Regions from separate parts of the Ovis aries genome. Here region 1 is linked to region 2. A link is a contact called in public Hi-C data. All regions are on one chromosome and are shown on one strand. Each heading gives the region's core, a stretch centred on a gene start, on an enhancer-like site or on the middle of the called end of the contact. The rest is flanking DNA. Distances are from core to core; before and after follow the strand shown.

Region 1 (7,308 bases), core at 4,786-7,285, 110 kb before region 2:
GATCCGTGTCTCTTCTTGCCCTACACCTATGGCACACACCCACCACCCTCGCTGCTGGCAACCACGTGTCTACTTTCTGCGTCTTTCCATTCTGTTGCTTTTTGTTTTTTAGATTCTGTGTGTCAGTGAGATAATGTGGTATTTGCTTTTCTCTGCCTGATTTACTTAACTGAGCATCCGACCTTCTGGATTCACCCATGTTGTTACAAATGGCAAGATTTCATTTTTTATGACTGTGTGTGTGTGTACATTTATGCCTCCCCTGTCTGTGCATGTGTGTGTGTCTGTGTGTGTCAATTTATGCCTCCCCTGTGTCTGTGTGTGTACATTTATGCCTCCCCTGTCTGTGCATGTGTGTGCGTGTGTGTGTAAATTTATGCCTCCCCTGTGTCTGTGTGTGCATTGTTCTTTCTCTGTGCTATTCTCTATCATGGGAGGCAGTTTCCCTGTGTTTTGTAATTTATTACTATGAAGCTATTTTCAGTGAGAATTCACCCTAGCCCACCCCGTCTCCTCACTCTACTGGGGGAACCAATACTCTCTAGGAAGAGGATTGTTTTCTCCAGGCAGTATTTTATTTGATTCTGCCAAACCCTCCAGGGATGCCATAAACTTGGGACCAATTCTCCCATGGTGATAAAATATGCGTAAAGTTCACCATGTAACCATTTTTGAGTGTACAGTGCAATGGCAGCAAGCACATACTTTGGTATGCAACCACCACCACCATCATCCCCAGGACTTTTTCATCATCCCCGATTGAAGCTCCATCCCCATTAAACACTGACTCCCTACACCCCGCTTCCCCTCGCCCCAGGTAGACACCATTCTGTGAGTGTGACTCTTTCTCTGAACTTGACTCCTCTTGGCACCTCGTGTTAGTGGGATGACACAATAGCTGTCTCTCTGTGACTGGCTTATTTCACTCAGTGTAACGTCTTCAAGGTTTATATATCACGTGTCGGAATTTCATTCCTTGTAAAAGAATTCTTAGGGATTTAGGAATTTTTCGATATCACTCTAAAGTTAATAAAATGTTATCTGTTATTATATCTCCATTTTTAAATAAAGAGAATTTCATTTGTTTTTAAGGCTGGCTAATATTCCACTGTATGTATATGCCTCATTTTGTTTATCCATTCATCCATGGATGGGCATTTGAGTTGTTTGGGACTGACTGTTAAGCGTATTTCTCAGCTGAGGGTAGGGTTATCCTGGGAGACGTTTTCCCACCTAAGGCCCCAGACACACAAAGTCTCCCTCACGAGTGGGTAGGGGGTTTCTAGTTCCCACGTTCCCTGAACAGGGGTCTCAGTGCAGCTTCCCCTTTTCACAAGCCTGTCCCTGTGTGGAACAAGCCTCTAACCAACCGGATCCATTTCCTGGTCAGAATCCACCCAGTCAGACTCCAGGGCCCACGATATCAGCTCTCACACCAACACTCTGGCTTTCAATTCCCTCTTCACCCCCAGAAACTCAGGCTTTCCCTTTCTTGCTTTAGAGAAGTGGTTTTCAACCTTGGCTTACATGAGAATCAACTGGGGACATTTTTAAAATCCCAGCACACAACCCAAACCAATCACATTCAAATCTCTGGCAGTCAAAAGTGAGTTTATTTAATTAAAATTGTGCTATGTAAACAAACTACGAGAAGTACCTGACTATGTGAAAAATGATGGCGGTGAACCCAAATTATCAAACTCTGGTGACCTCCGCAGTAGTCCTGAGGACTTTGCTAGGCGGCTTTTGAGTTATAGTCCCAGCCGTGAGAAGCTGTGGTCTGTGATCATACCTAGACTGTAACTTTCATCTGGAGGGAATATTGACTACGGATTTAAACTAACCACCTTCAGCCTCCTACATGAGACTAACCCTTTGCGGTTCCACACCACTTCTTCCTATTGGGAGGGGACCATTTCTCAACAAAAGAAATGAGTCTGTGCAGTGTCAAGCTATTAATAGCAAACGCATGTCTCATCTTCATCTTGTCACTTCTCCTGAAGAGTGCTGTTCCTTTTTAGCCTCTGCATGACTCCTTGGTTGCTATTCAGTGATTTGCATCAACTCCAGTAAACCTATTAATCATAATAATAGCAACCAGCCAATATCAACACCTTGCCACTTAAGCTGCACTGCTGCCATCAGGGCCCAAAACCTGGACCTCAAATTTTTCATTCTTATTTTGTATTGTGTTTACATATATGTAACGTACATAATGAATATATAACTTATACCACATAATACAGTACAATAAAAATATATAATACATATACATATTATACTATATAATATATAGTATATATTGTACTATATTTTATAGTTTATTTTGTAGTATGTATTTTAAATATATACTATATTTATATACTAAACTATATAAATATAATAATCATTACTATTATTATAAACTCTTAAACAAAGAGATAAGTGCAGAAAAACGCTCCAATATGACCACCTCCAGGATTTAATAGATGTACCTTGTCATATTGGCTTCAGATTTCTCTAAAGAAAATAAAAAACATTCTACATCTCTACCCTCCCCATAGGTAACTTCTATCTTGAAGCTTTGTTTGTCATTTGCGAGCATATTTTATACTTTTCTGCTTGTGCTTATATTCGTAAACAGCATATGAATTGCATGCGTTTAAGTTTTTTACACAATAGAACGTGTTAGAATCAAAGGATGATTAGTTGTCCGGCGCGCCTGCAGTGCCTCAGTGGCCGCTAGATGTCGCTAGAACTCCACTCTTGTAGATCCGGTTTCTCCTTTCTCCTTGACCTGCTTGGGATTTCCGTCCGTGCAAGTTTTAACTGCAAGTTTGCAGTTGGAGGCTGTCTACAGGCAAGATACCGGAGTGGCAGCACCGTTAAGCAGTGATGCCTCCGATGATTTATTTGAGTTCTTTCCCCAGAAGAAAGACCTGTGAGCCCCAGGGTTCAGAGGATGCGTTCAGCTGCGCCAACCTGGGCAGGCAGGTTTCGATCCCGGTCCTGGGTGTCCGGTCCCCTCACTCCAACCCAAGCCTTCCCCCAAGAGAATCACGGGTCGCTGCATCTCATGGAGGCACTCTGGCCCTTTGATGGAAGCTCCCTGGAAGCTGCTCTGGGCAAAGGAAAGAAAGCTTCCCTAAATCCACAAGGACAAGAAGGGAACCCGCAGCCTGAGGTTTGCCATCCCTGGAGGAGACCGAGCCGCGGGGTCCTCCCGGCTCTAAATCCACCTCCCACACTCCCCAGGTGCTGTCTAGCAGCCCCCAGAGACTCGCAGGTCTGGGCTGCGACCATCTCCCATCCTGGTTACACAGGCGTCATTTTACCATTGAAGCGATTGTGGCTTAAGTCCCAGGATGGCTTAGTTGAGAGGGAGCCTCCTCAGGTGGCCAATTTAGGGTCAGAGCACAGAGGCTGATCAAACCAGTCCATCCTAAAGGAAATCAATCCTGAATATTCATTGGAAGGACTGATGCTGAGGCTGAAGCTCCAATACTTTGGCCATCTGATGTGAAGAGTCGATTCATTAGAAAAGACCCTGATGCTGGGAAAGATTGAGGGCAGGAGAAGGGGATGGCAGAGGATCAGATGGTTGAATGGCATCACCGACTCGACGGACATGAGTTTGAGCAGGCTCTGGGAGCTGGTGAAGGACAGGGAGGTGACATGCTGCCGTCCATGGGGTTGCAAAGAGTCGGACACAACTGAGTGACTGAGCAACGACAGAGACTAAGAAACTGGACCGTGGTCAGATCTTGGCTTTCCCTGAAACCACTGCACAGATTAACCCGTGTCCTCCCCACCCTCACCCCATCCACAGAAGACCTCTGAATGCACGAGTCTACTTCCCCACACACTAAAATCTGCCGACAGATACAGCGAGTGGTGATGAAGCAAGAGAAAGTCCAGGGAAGAGAGTGCTGCCAGTTTGACATCCCTCCAGGAGTTACTGCGGCCAGTGGTCTTCCCAGCAGACACCCGCTTCTCCTAACAATGATTTGGCCTAGAGACAGGGTCATGGACCAAGGGTAGGGCTCTAAGCCCCAAGAGGCCTGGGCCCCGGTGGCATTGCCCAGGTCTCGGGCTCCATCTGGCTGACCCCTCCCAGACCTGCCCCCTTTCTGGCCTCGGGGGCCCTGGGGAAAGCCTGTCCAGGCCGTGGGAGTTTGGCTACCATTATCTGGCCCTTATCTGGGTCCACTTAGTTCAATGACTAGGAGCCGACCTGAGGGTCACGCCTGTCTCCAGAGAGTCCGTGCTATCTCAGTGACCTGCAGAAACCCTGGCATGAGCTCATGTTTTCTGACGACAGAGAGGACCCTGCCGTATCATGGCCCTGCACCCCCGCCCCCAGCGTCTGGCCAGAGCCTGGTGGAGGCTCCATGGCTGCTCACTGAAATAGCAACGCTGATAACTGGGGCAGACAGGAACGCACTGATGAATTTCCATTGAGAAAAGTGCCCCCCACCTCCCCTCCCCTCTGTGCTCACGTGGTCCCACTTTGAGGAGCATTCAGGTTCACAGGCTGGGCCTTTCTCAGACACGGCCTCAAACCTGTCCCCGCCCCATGACTGATCCATGTTGATGTATGGCAGAAACCAACACAGTATTGTAATTATTCTTCAATTAAAAATGAATAAATTTTAAAAACTGTCCCCACCCCTGTGAAGTCTTGCTGTGACCACAAACCCCTGGAAAAATTTGTCCTAAAACATAGTTGCTCCTCACTGAGGAAAATACTGTAAGGGTAGAAACCTTGTTTTTTACTCATCTGCTTGTTCCAGAATTTGACGCCACCCAGCACACAGTGGGCTGCTCAGTAGACAGGGACTCGGTTTGATTGGACTGGGGAGGGCTGGAAGAACACAGCCCACCCTCCACCTCCCCAGCTTGCTGAGAACTTGGGCAGATTAATTTCCTCTCTCTGGTTCACAGAGAGTCACTTTACACAGTCTTAAACCTTTGGTAAAAAGAAACACTTGGTGCATTTACATCTAACGTGATCACCAACATATCCAAGTTTACATCTACCTCCTCTTCTGTGATTCCCTTTTGTCTTGGTTCCTCTCTGTCTGTTTTTCTCTCTCTTCTTGGCATCGCTTGATCTTGACTAATTGTATCATTCCTTTTTTTTTAATCCCTCTACCACCTTGGAAGTTATAAGCCCTGTTTTTATCATGATTACCTTGGCGATCACAGCATGCAGGATTAAATTCTTACCAGAGTCTGCAGTTGAACAATTTGTTCATCCCACTCTCAGAGAGTGTAACAGCCTATAGCACTTCAGTTCCGCTCATCCCTCCAGCTGCTTCGCTGCTGCTGTGCGTCTCAAAGACCAATAACTACGGCTGTTGTTTTATAGAGTATATTCACTCACTCTTACATACTCGCTCACTCACTTGGATCTCTGTTCTTTTTTTTTTTTTAATTGTTTATTTGGCTGCATTGGATCTTTAGTTGCAGCCTGAGAACTCAGTTGCGACATACGGGCTCTAGTTCCCTGGAGAGGGATCGAACCTGGATCCCCTGCATTGGGAGTGCAGAGTCAGCACCACTGAGCCACCAGGAAGTCCCTCTATTTATTCTTGTGTCTCAGTCATGCCCCAGCTAACACCTGGCACAGCCAAATTAATAAGTACATTAAAAGAAAGGAAATTGGGACGGGGCTTGCATTTGACTAGCACTTCCCATGTCGTCCCAGGAGGTCGTGCCTGCTGCCTGGGTCAGCAGGGAGGAGCTGGGGAACAGTGGGAAAGAACTCACCTGCCAATGCAGGAGACGGAAGGGACACAGGTTCGATTCCTGGGTGGGGAGATCCCCTGGAGGAGGGCATGGCAACCCACTCCAGTATTCTTGTCTGGAAAATCCCAGGACAGAGGAGCCTGGAGGGCTACAGTCCATGGGGTCGCAAGAGTCGGATATGATTGAGCAACTAACCAACAATAATAACTTATCTGTGTAAATACCCGCAACTGAGACCAGGTCAAGCGACCCCTGAGTCTTTCCTTCCTCAGCCCCAGCCTTCCCCGGCCCCGGCCACCCCTCTCTCAGCCCTGTGTCTGCAGCCACATCCGACCCCCGGGTGTCCCCAAGGATAGGCAGATGTGTGGGGAGACCTTTGGGAGATCAAGGGCATGGGTGGGAGAGGAAAACAGGAAGGTGGGCTGATAAGGAGAGAGTCTTGAGGGAACTGGGGGAAAACAACAACAAAAAAAAAAACCAGCAGGTTTGGAGAAATCCTGGCCTGAAGAGTAGCTGTTGCTGGTCGTCGGCAGGGACAGCAGAGCTGGCCCAGGAACTCTGGGGCGGGCAGGAAGGCAGACCTGGCTCTCGCTTACTCAGTGTGACTTCTAAGGGGCATCCCTGGTGGCCCAGACTCTGTGCTCCCACTGCAGAGGGTGTGGCTGCGACCCCTGGCCAGGGAACGAAGATCCCACATGCCATGCACCATGGCAAAAAAAAAAAAAAGACATTTATGCCTGTTACATTTTGCACAGACACAAACGTGGCAGGTCCCCGGGGACTGAAGTGACTTTTTCCGAACATGCCAGGCACACGCCTACCGCAGGGCCTCTGTGCTTGCTTTTTCCTCTGTCTGGAATGCTCTCCACCTTTCATCATCCCTTCCCTTATCTTCCTCGGGTCTTCAGTAAAATGTCACCTTCTCTGTGATGCCGTCCAATCTACAATTGCAGTGGTGCACTGCCCCCCGCCCCACACACACACACACACACACACGCCTAAAGATCCTATCATGTCACCCCCTGGGCCCCTGACATCTGTAGAGCCTGAAAGTGAAAGTATTAATTATTTAGTCATGTCTGACTCTTTGTGACCCTGTGGACTGTAGTCCACCAGGCTCCTCTGTCGAGGGGATTCTCCAGGCAAGAATATGGGAGTGATAATAAACAAATGGGACCTAATTAAAATTAAAAGCTTTTGCACAACAAAGGAAACTATAAGCAAGGTGAAAAGACAACCTTCAGAATGGGAGAAAATAATAGCAAACGAAGCAACTGACAAAGAATTAATCTCAAAAATATATAAGCAACTCCTGCAGCTCAATTCCAGAAAAATAAAAGACCCAATCAAAAAATGGGCCAAAGAACTAAATAGACATTTCTCCAAAGAAGACATACGGCTGGCTAACAAACACATGAAAAGCTGCTCAACATCACTCATTATTAGAGAAACGCAAATCAAAACCACAATGAGGTACCATTTCACACCAGTCAGAATGGCTGCGATCCAAAAGTCTACAAGCAATAATTGCTGGAGATGGTGTGGAGAAAAGGGAACCCTCTTACACTGTGGGTGGGA
Region 2 (7,169 bases), core at 1,542-4,041:
TCACCTGGGTATCCTGCAGCCAGAGGGACTGGAAACTTGTGGGGTTTAGCTTCTTGCTGCTGCCTCCTGTCTTGACCACCTGCTGCCCCACAAAGGGGGAGACCAGATGGTGAAACTTCCTCACCAACGGCCCCTCTGGCATCCCTGCAGGCAGAAACAGGGAAAGAAGCTGCTGGCTTAGCTGTTTTCTCCATCATTTCTGGTGGGTTCCAAGCTTTCAAGTCGCCACTGTTTTTGCCATCAACTTTAAGAGCATATACAGCCACAAAGGGAATGTGGTTGGGGAGGGAGGTGGTCAGATCGAAGAGAAACCCCAGGAATTCCCTGGTGGTGCAGTGGATAAGAATCCCCCTGCCAATGCAGGGGACATGGGTTCGATCCCTGGTCTGGGAGGCTCCCATAGGCCACGGAGCATATGTGAATCCCGTGAATCACAACTACTGAGCCCCAGAGCTGCAACTACTAATGTACGAGTGCCTAGAGCCTGTACTCTGTAACAAGAGAAGCTCCGGCTCACTGCAAATAAAGAAAGCCCATGAGGAGCAAGGACCCAGCACAGCCAAAAAAATAATAAAAATAAATAATATGTCCCCAAAAAATTTTTAAAAAGAAAGTCCAGCTGCAGCAGGGTGTCAGCCAGTTTCCCAAGGATGGTTGCCTCATCCAGACCCTCACCTTTCTCCAGGCAGCACCAACAACATGCCAGGTACCACACGACAAGCGCCCTCCACTGTGACCCTGCAGACTGAACGGGAGCCAGCCCTTGTTAACTTTTTTCCTGGACTGCGGCCCTAACTCATCTCCATGTTTCCTCTGTCCTCCTCTGTCTGCCCTCCCAAATCATCCCAGCCCACTGCTGGTACTTTGTCTCCCCTATTTCAGTGGAGAGATGGCTGGGACAGAGAAAGCTGTAAGCGACACAGACATAGACGCCGATTCAGCCTGCCCGGACCGTCCTGCGGGCAGGAGCACTGTGTATGCGACCACCACGCAGAAAAGTGACAAGGAAAGTGACAAGTCTCAGGGTCATGTCAGGTCAGATCAGGGAGAGGCCACATCCAGCTTAACTGGAGAAAATTACCCCTGGTAACTGAGAAACAGCTGGGGTTTCATGTTAACCCTGATGAAGGTCACCTGGGACCCCCATCTCTTCCTGCCCCAAATCATCGCACTCCACTGGGGTCATGTGTGAGGGGCATCCACATGTTTGAGTCTAAGTGCTCAGCACCTCAGCTTCTAAGACACTGAAGGCATCCCCCCAACTCTTATACTACTTATTCACCGGCTTCCTCAACTGCACAAGCCTGCAAATGATGATGAAAACCCAAGGAACTAAGCAGCTTCCTGGCATGGTGGTAGCTACTGCATTTCAGTAACTCTGAAAAGAATTTTAAAATCTCAGAATGGGCGTGCCTCTTACAATCCATGTTTTCTCGCTGTTTAATTAGCACCACATTCCAAAACATTAACGGGTATTTTTATTTTGATGGTGCTTTAGACTCACTAAAATGTAGTGTAGGTGAAAGTCGCGTCCTGACTCTTTGTGACCCCATGGACTGTAACCTACTGGGCTTCTCCGTCCATGGGATTCTCCAGGCAAGAATACTGGAGTGGGTTGCCATTTCCTTCTCCAAGGGATCTTCCCGACACAGAGCTCGAACCCGGGTCTCCCGCATTGGAGGCAGACGCTTTAACCTCTGAGCCACCAGGGAAGCCCTAAAATGTAGTGTGGTTGCCCCTAATCAGACCTTCAAGACACTCGACAGAGTATCCTGACAAACCTGCGCGACTGCAGGGAGACGGGCCGCAGTTAAGTCGACCTGAACTTCTGCCAGCTCTGAGCCCTAGTCCTCTCCAACAGAGGAAGCTTCTGGAAAAGCTCCTATCTGAAATGCATCTGATCCTTAAGATCTTGCATGTGTTTTTTAGGTTTACTTATGGAGATGGAGCTTCCCTGGTGGCTCAGACGGTAAAGCGTCTGCCTGCAGTGCAGGAGACCCCGGTTCGATCCCTGGGTTGGGAAGATCCCCTGGAGAAGGAAATGGCAACCCACTCCAGTACTCTTGCCTGGAAAATTCCACGTACTGAGGAGCCTGGTAGGCTGCAGTCCATGGGATCGCAGAGTCGGACGCGACTGAGCGACTTCACTTCACTTTATGGAGATGGAAAGCTGGGCCCAGTTACAGCCTTAAGAGACAAGAAGCCGAAGGGACACCGGTTCCAAGGGGACACCCCGCCCACCCTCAGCCCCTCCCCCGAACGGTGAACCGCGCGGCTTGTGGACCACAAAGAAAGGAGGAGAGGAAGAGGCGTCGCCGGAGTCCCCTTTCCTCTGCAGATCGACCTCCCCCATCCCCACCCCTCCCCCACTCCCCAGAAGTCTAAAATGGCCGCTTTCCCAACGCCTCCTCCGGCTGCTGTGCGGGAGAGGCGGGTGCAAAGACGGAGCAGGCGGTCACTGCAGGAGCGCGAGGGTGGGGGCGGGGGGGGGAAGGCGGTAGGTTAAAAAGTGGTAAACAGCCGAAAAGAAAGAAAAATTCGACCCGGGGTACGGGTTTCCATGAGGTATGCTTCTAAAATGTTCAGTAACTGAGTTTTCATGCGGTTAACAGGTGATGAGGGTAAAGCTGGGAAAGCCCTGCATTTCCAACTGGGGGTGGGGAGGCCGCTACCCGCGCAGGTCCTGCGACGCCGCTGGCGGGGCTCGCGGCTGGACTCACCGGCTCTGGGCCCCGAGACCCCGGGACCTCAAAGGCCCGCACGCAGCCTCGGGGAGAGGCGGACGCGAGGCGGGGGACCAGGACGCGTAGGGCGAGGCTCCTCCCTCGGGGGCGGGGTCGCTCGGGGCTCCGCCCCCTGCTGAGCGTAGGAGGCGGGGCTCACGCCCGGGGCGGTTGGGGTTCCGGGCTCCTCAGTCCAAACAGGTGCAGTGAAACAGCTGGGGGTCCTGAACGACATCGAGGAGGTTCCAGGTGTCTCCGGGGGCACCTGGGAAACTTGGAGGGCGGAGAGTGAGGCTCCAGGCAGGGGTCTCTTCCAGTTGTCCCTTTCTTTGGACTTGTGACCGTCGATAGTGAGCCGTATTCCCCAGTGGTTCTAGGACCTCCTCTTATCATGTCTCAGTTGCAGAATTTGGAACCAAGGATTCTCCCCAGCTTTTGAAGAGAAGTTGAAAGACTTCATCTTGGAGTGGTACCTAGACCCAGGTTGTGCAGGGTTTCCAGCTCTTAGGTTTCCACTCTTTGGGAGTGGCGGGGGTGGGCTGTAATAAATGTCCAGATTCTGGAGTCAGATTTGAATCCTGGTTCTGCCTGTATTAGTTCTATACTAAGCAAGCTACTTAAAATCCTTCGGCTGAGGAATTCCAAGGCTGGCCTTCCAGCCTTATGCGGTACGGGTTCGATCCCTGCTCAGGGAGTTAAGATCCTACATGCCTCGCAGCCAAAAAGCCATAACATAAAATAGAAACAATATATTGTAACAAATTCAATAAAGTGTTTTAAAATGATCCATGTTAAAAAAAATATATCTAAGAAAGTCCATGTCTACCTTCTTCATGTGTAAAACGTACTTATAAGGATTTCGGAAAACTTGAATAAGTATATACAGCTGCTAGAGTGTCTGACGTGCAGGACTGCTCAATAAGTGGCAGGTACTTTTTAAAGTCGAATTTCTGGGCTGGTCTCAGATGGAATGTTCGAAAATCAGGCTGTTGCATTCTGGAGGCCACAAGAGAGAGAACGCTGGCGCCCCTACATGGTGAGTGTGTTAACTGCAAGGGGGGTAACCTTTATGCCTACTGAGAGTGGGTGCTCAGGAAGCACCCCTCTTCATGCCGGCTCTGTGACCTTGGGTGAGTTTTTTTGGATGATGGTGGGACAAAAAGGTTTGCACCAAATGATCTCTCAGATCCCCTCATGATCTGTAAGTGCATCAGACAGGGTCTCCCAATCCAGGTATCCTTGTTTCTAGCTGGGTTGTTTTCCTTCCATTTGACTCTCCCTAACCAAACTTCACCTTCACTTTTCACTTTCACGCATTGGAGAAGGAAATCGCAACCCACTCCAGTATTCTTGCCTGGAGAATCCCAGGGACCGGGGAGCCTGGTGGGCTGCTGTCTATGGGGTCGCACAGAGTCGGACATGACTGAAGTGACTTAGCAGCAGCAGCAACCAAATTACTTTGGCCACCTCATGCGAAGAGTTGACTCACTGGGAAAGACCCTGATGCTGGGAGGGACTGGGGGCAGGAGGAGAAGGGGACGACAGAGGATGCGATGGCTTGATGGCATCACCGACTCGATGCACATGAGTTTGAGTCAATTCCGGGAGTTGGTGATGGACAGGGGAGGCCTGGCGTGCTGCGATTCATGGGGTTGCAAAGAGTCGGACCTGACTGAGTGACTGAACTGAACTGAACCAGCTACTGGAAGGAAACCTTAGCTATACTATCCCGATTCTTTGGCAGCTTGTGTCTTGTACTCCCACAGACCCCAGACTCTAATCCTCCTGTAAGGAAGGGGCTACCAGGAATTCCTCACACTTCCCCTTGTGTGATCTGGTAGTACTTGTCAGCAGAGGTGAGCAGTTATGCTTTTTTTCTTTAAAAATTGAAGTGTAATTTATATGTGGTTATGGTTTTGATCTAAAGTGAGGAGAAACACAATAACTATGCAAGCAAAATAATTTCAAAACATGGGCACTATTTCAGGGGTAGGGTGGAATGGGGAAACTAGCTGTGGTCAGCCTGGAAGCCACATTAAGCAATTCTGCAAGGATGTCATTGAGGGGGGCTGGACCAGAAGACTTCCTGAAAGTGTTTCCAGGTCACATCCCTACAGCGAAGTCTGGGGATTCTTTGAATAACGAAGCGACAACTTCACATTCTAAAGCACATTAGCTAGCATCACTCATTGCTTTGTTTGGCAGAGAACAACAATCCTATTTAGGATTCTGTTATTTCAGTCTTACCGTTTTTGTCCAGCATCCCAGCCCCAAAGTCTTAAGAACCGTAGAAGTAATGAAATTTTCATTTCATGAGTTGTAAAGGAAAAGGACAGAGGAACGAAAAATCTAAATGTTTCACGTCTCTAATTACAATCCATTTCATTGGACTAAATCTTTTTTAGCAAGGACTAAACGTATCTTAAAAGAGACGCAGCACAAGAGACTACAATATCTTTGTGGTAAGAGGGGTCTATTTGTATTGTTCACTGGTATCATTTACTAGTATTGAACTTCATCTGGATGAACTTCTTGCTGTCGGAGATTCAGTGATTTGGAAACGGAAACCACCCAGTGATTTGAAGTTCAGGTGCATCTGGTTTAAAATCTATGCGGTCATGTTTATTGCTCAGGTGAAGCAGGGGAACCACAGCTGTAAGACAGAAGGCAGTCACCACACAGCTTGGGGATGCAGTGTGAGTGTGTGTCGTGGGGGGCGATGGGGGTTCTCATTTATCAGCCTTCACTGGAGATGCTCCCTCTTTGGATCCTTCTGAAGACCTAAGTCAGGGCCTAAGAGCACCAGCAGGCACCTTACAGGATTTTTCTGTGTCCTCTGTTCCTGTGAACCCAGAGCACAGCTGTATGTGGTTGCCCCTCTCTCTGTACAGCTGAGACCACAATTTCCCAGGCTTCAGCCAGTGTTCTAGCCATGCACAGACCCAAAGAAAACTGGACCTTGAGAACCTCGGTCTGCTTTAGTGCCATCTTGGCTTGGATTATTTAGCTCTCCTTGTCACCGATGCCTTTTTGCAAATTGGACTGCCGCAGCTACTGGAGGGGAGATAAGAATCGCACAGGAGCCAGGGTGGCACAGAGCAGCTGTGCTCCCAGGAGGCTACAGAACAGAGGCTCAGTTACTGGACAGAAAGGAACAGTGTCCAGGGCCCGGAGTCCCCAGAAGCACAGATTCCACTTCCTGGGCTACACTTGGAAGCTCTGAGCCTCGTCCTTTGTTCTGGGAAGATACTATTTGTGTTGTTAAGGATGGAGGCCTGTTTGTGTTCCAGCTTCAAGCAAGGCAAGGATGTAATCTGAAGAGTAGTCTCCAATGTCAGAAAATGATTTTAAAAACTGAAAACCAGTCACCTCCACTCCACCAGCAGCTTGCCAAATGACCAAATTTCTTGTGCACTATGTGTCCACATCAGTAAGTTCTGGGGGCTTGGAAGAGGGGGCATCAAATAACCCCCAGCCCAGGTCTAATTGGTGCACGTTCAGTGAATATAAATTCATGTTCACTACTCTCATCCCAAACCAAACATCTGGGGTGAAGCACAAAATCATGGCTAAATCTGCTGCTGCTGCTGCTGCTGCTGCTGCTGCTACTGCTGCTGCTAAGTCACTTCAGTTGTGTCCAACTCTGTGCAGCCCCATAGATGGCAGCCCACCAGGCTCCCCCATCCCTGGGATTCTCTAGGCAAGAATACTGTAGTGGGTTGCCATTTCCTTCTCCAATCCATGAAAGTGAAAAGTCAAAGTGAAGTCACACAGTCATGTCTGACTATTTACCCCCTAAAGGTATAGAAAAGTCAAATATTAAGGACTGATGCTCCTGAGTGTTAAAATGATTTGATCTGCACTTCAAAATTTTTGTCATAGTGAGGGGTGAGCCTGAAAGGGACCGTGAGGGATGTCTCAGCCTGAACAAACACCCCCCAGGGGCTGCACTCACCATATTAGGGCAGACACTTATTCTAAGGACACCCTCGTTGTGAGTCCATTTCCCACCCCCACCTCCCCATCCTTCTTCTAGCCACTTTCCAACCATCTGGGAACTGCCTCCTTTCAAATATCCTGATTGGTAGCAACTTGACCTCCTCTTGACCTCCTGGGGCCTCCCTGGTGGCTCAGATGGTAAAAGAACCTGCCTGCAATGCAGGAGACCCAGGTTGGGAAGATCCCCTGGAGAAGGGAATGGCAACCCACTCCAATATTCTTGCCTGGAGAATTCTATGGACAGAGGAGCCTGACAGGCTACAGACATTGGGGTCGCAAAAAGTCAGACACGACTGAGCAACTAACATTATTATTGACCTCTTCTAAGGATACATTTGATTTGAAAAATCAACCCAGTCTGGTGAGCAAGGAGGATGAAATAAAGCTGGATTTTACCATCTGGGGTGAAGCACAAGTTATGACCATATAAGGAATGAGGTCAATCTT

What was found. Hi-C and Micro-C count contacts between places; a contact is called where the count stands out from the background.
Region 1: a Hi-C map of liver shows a contact between it and region 2, with 5 times the contacts expected there. The contact joins the enhancer-like site here to the promoter of NEIL2 in region 2. A contact is called at or near these places in 14 of 16 Hi-C or Micro-C datasets (blood, hypothalamus, liver and 7 more).

The regions. Positions count from the first base shown.
Region 1 is chr2:105,647,943-105,655,250 of ARS-UI_Ramb_v3.0, reverse strand. No RefSeq gene overlaps it. Among named protein-coding and RNA genes, the nearest start is that of DEFB136, 24 kb to the left of the region's middle. Within about 2 kb of position 6,035, at least 1 of the 54 cell types and tissues checked has an H3K27ac peak or open chromatin away from gene starts, as enhancers often do. A contact at or near this core is called in liver, where this site is marked.
Region 2 is chr2:105,531,014-105,538,182 of ARS-UI_Ramb_v3.0, reverse strand. It overlaps NEIL2 (nei like DNA glycosylase 2), which reads right to left and starts at 2,791. Exons shown (of 5, transcript XM_004004449.4): 1 at 2,721-2,791; 2 at 5-144. The coding sequence starts at 142.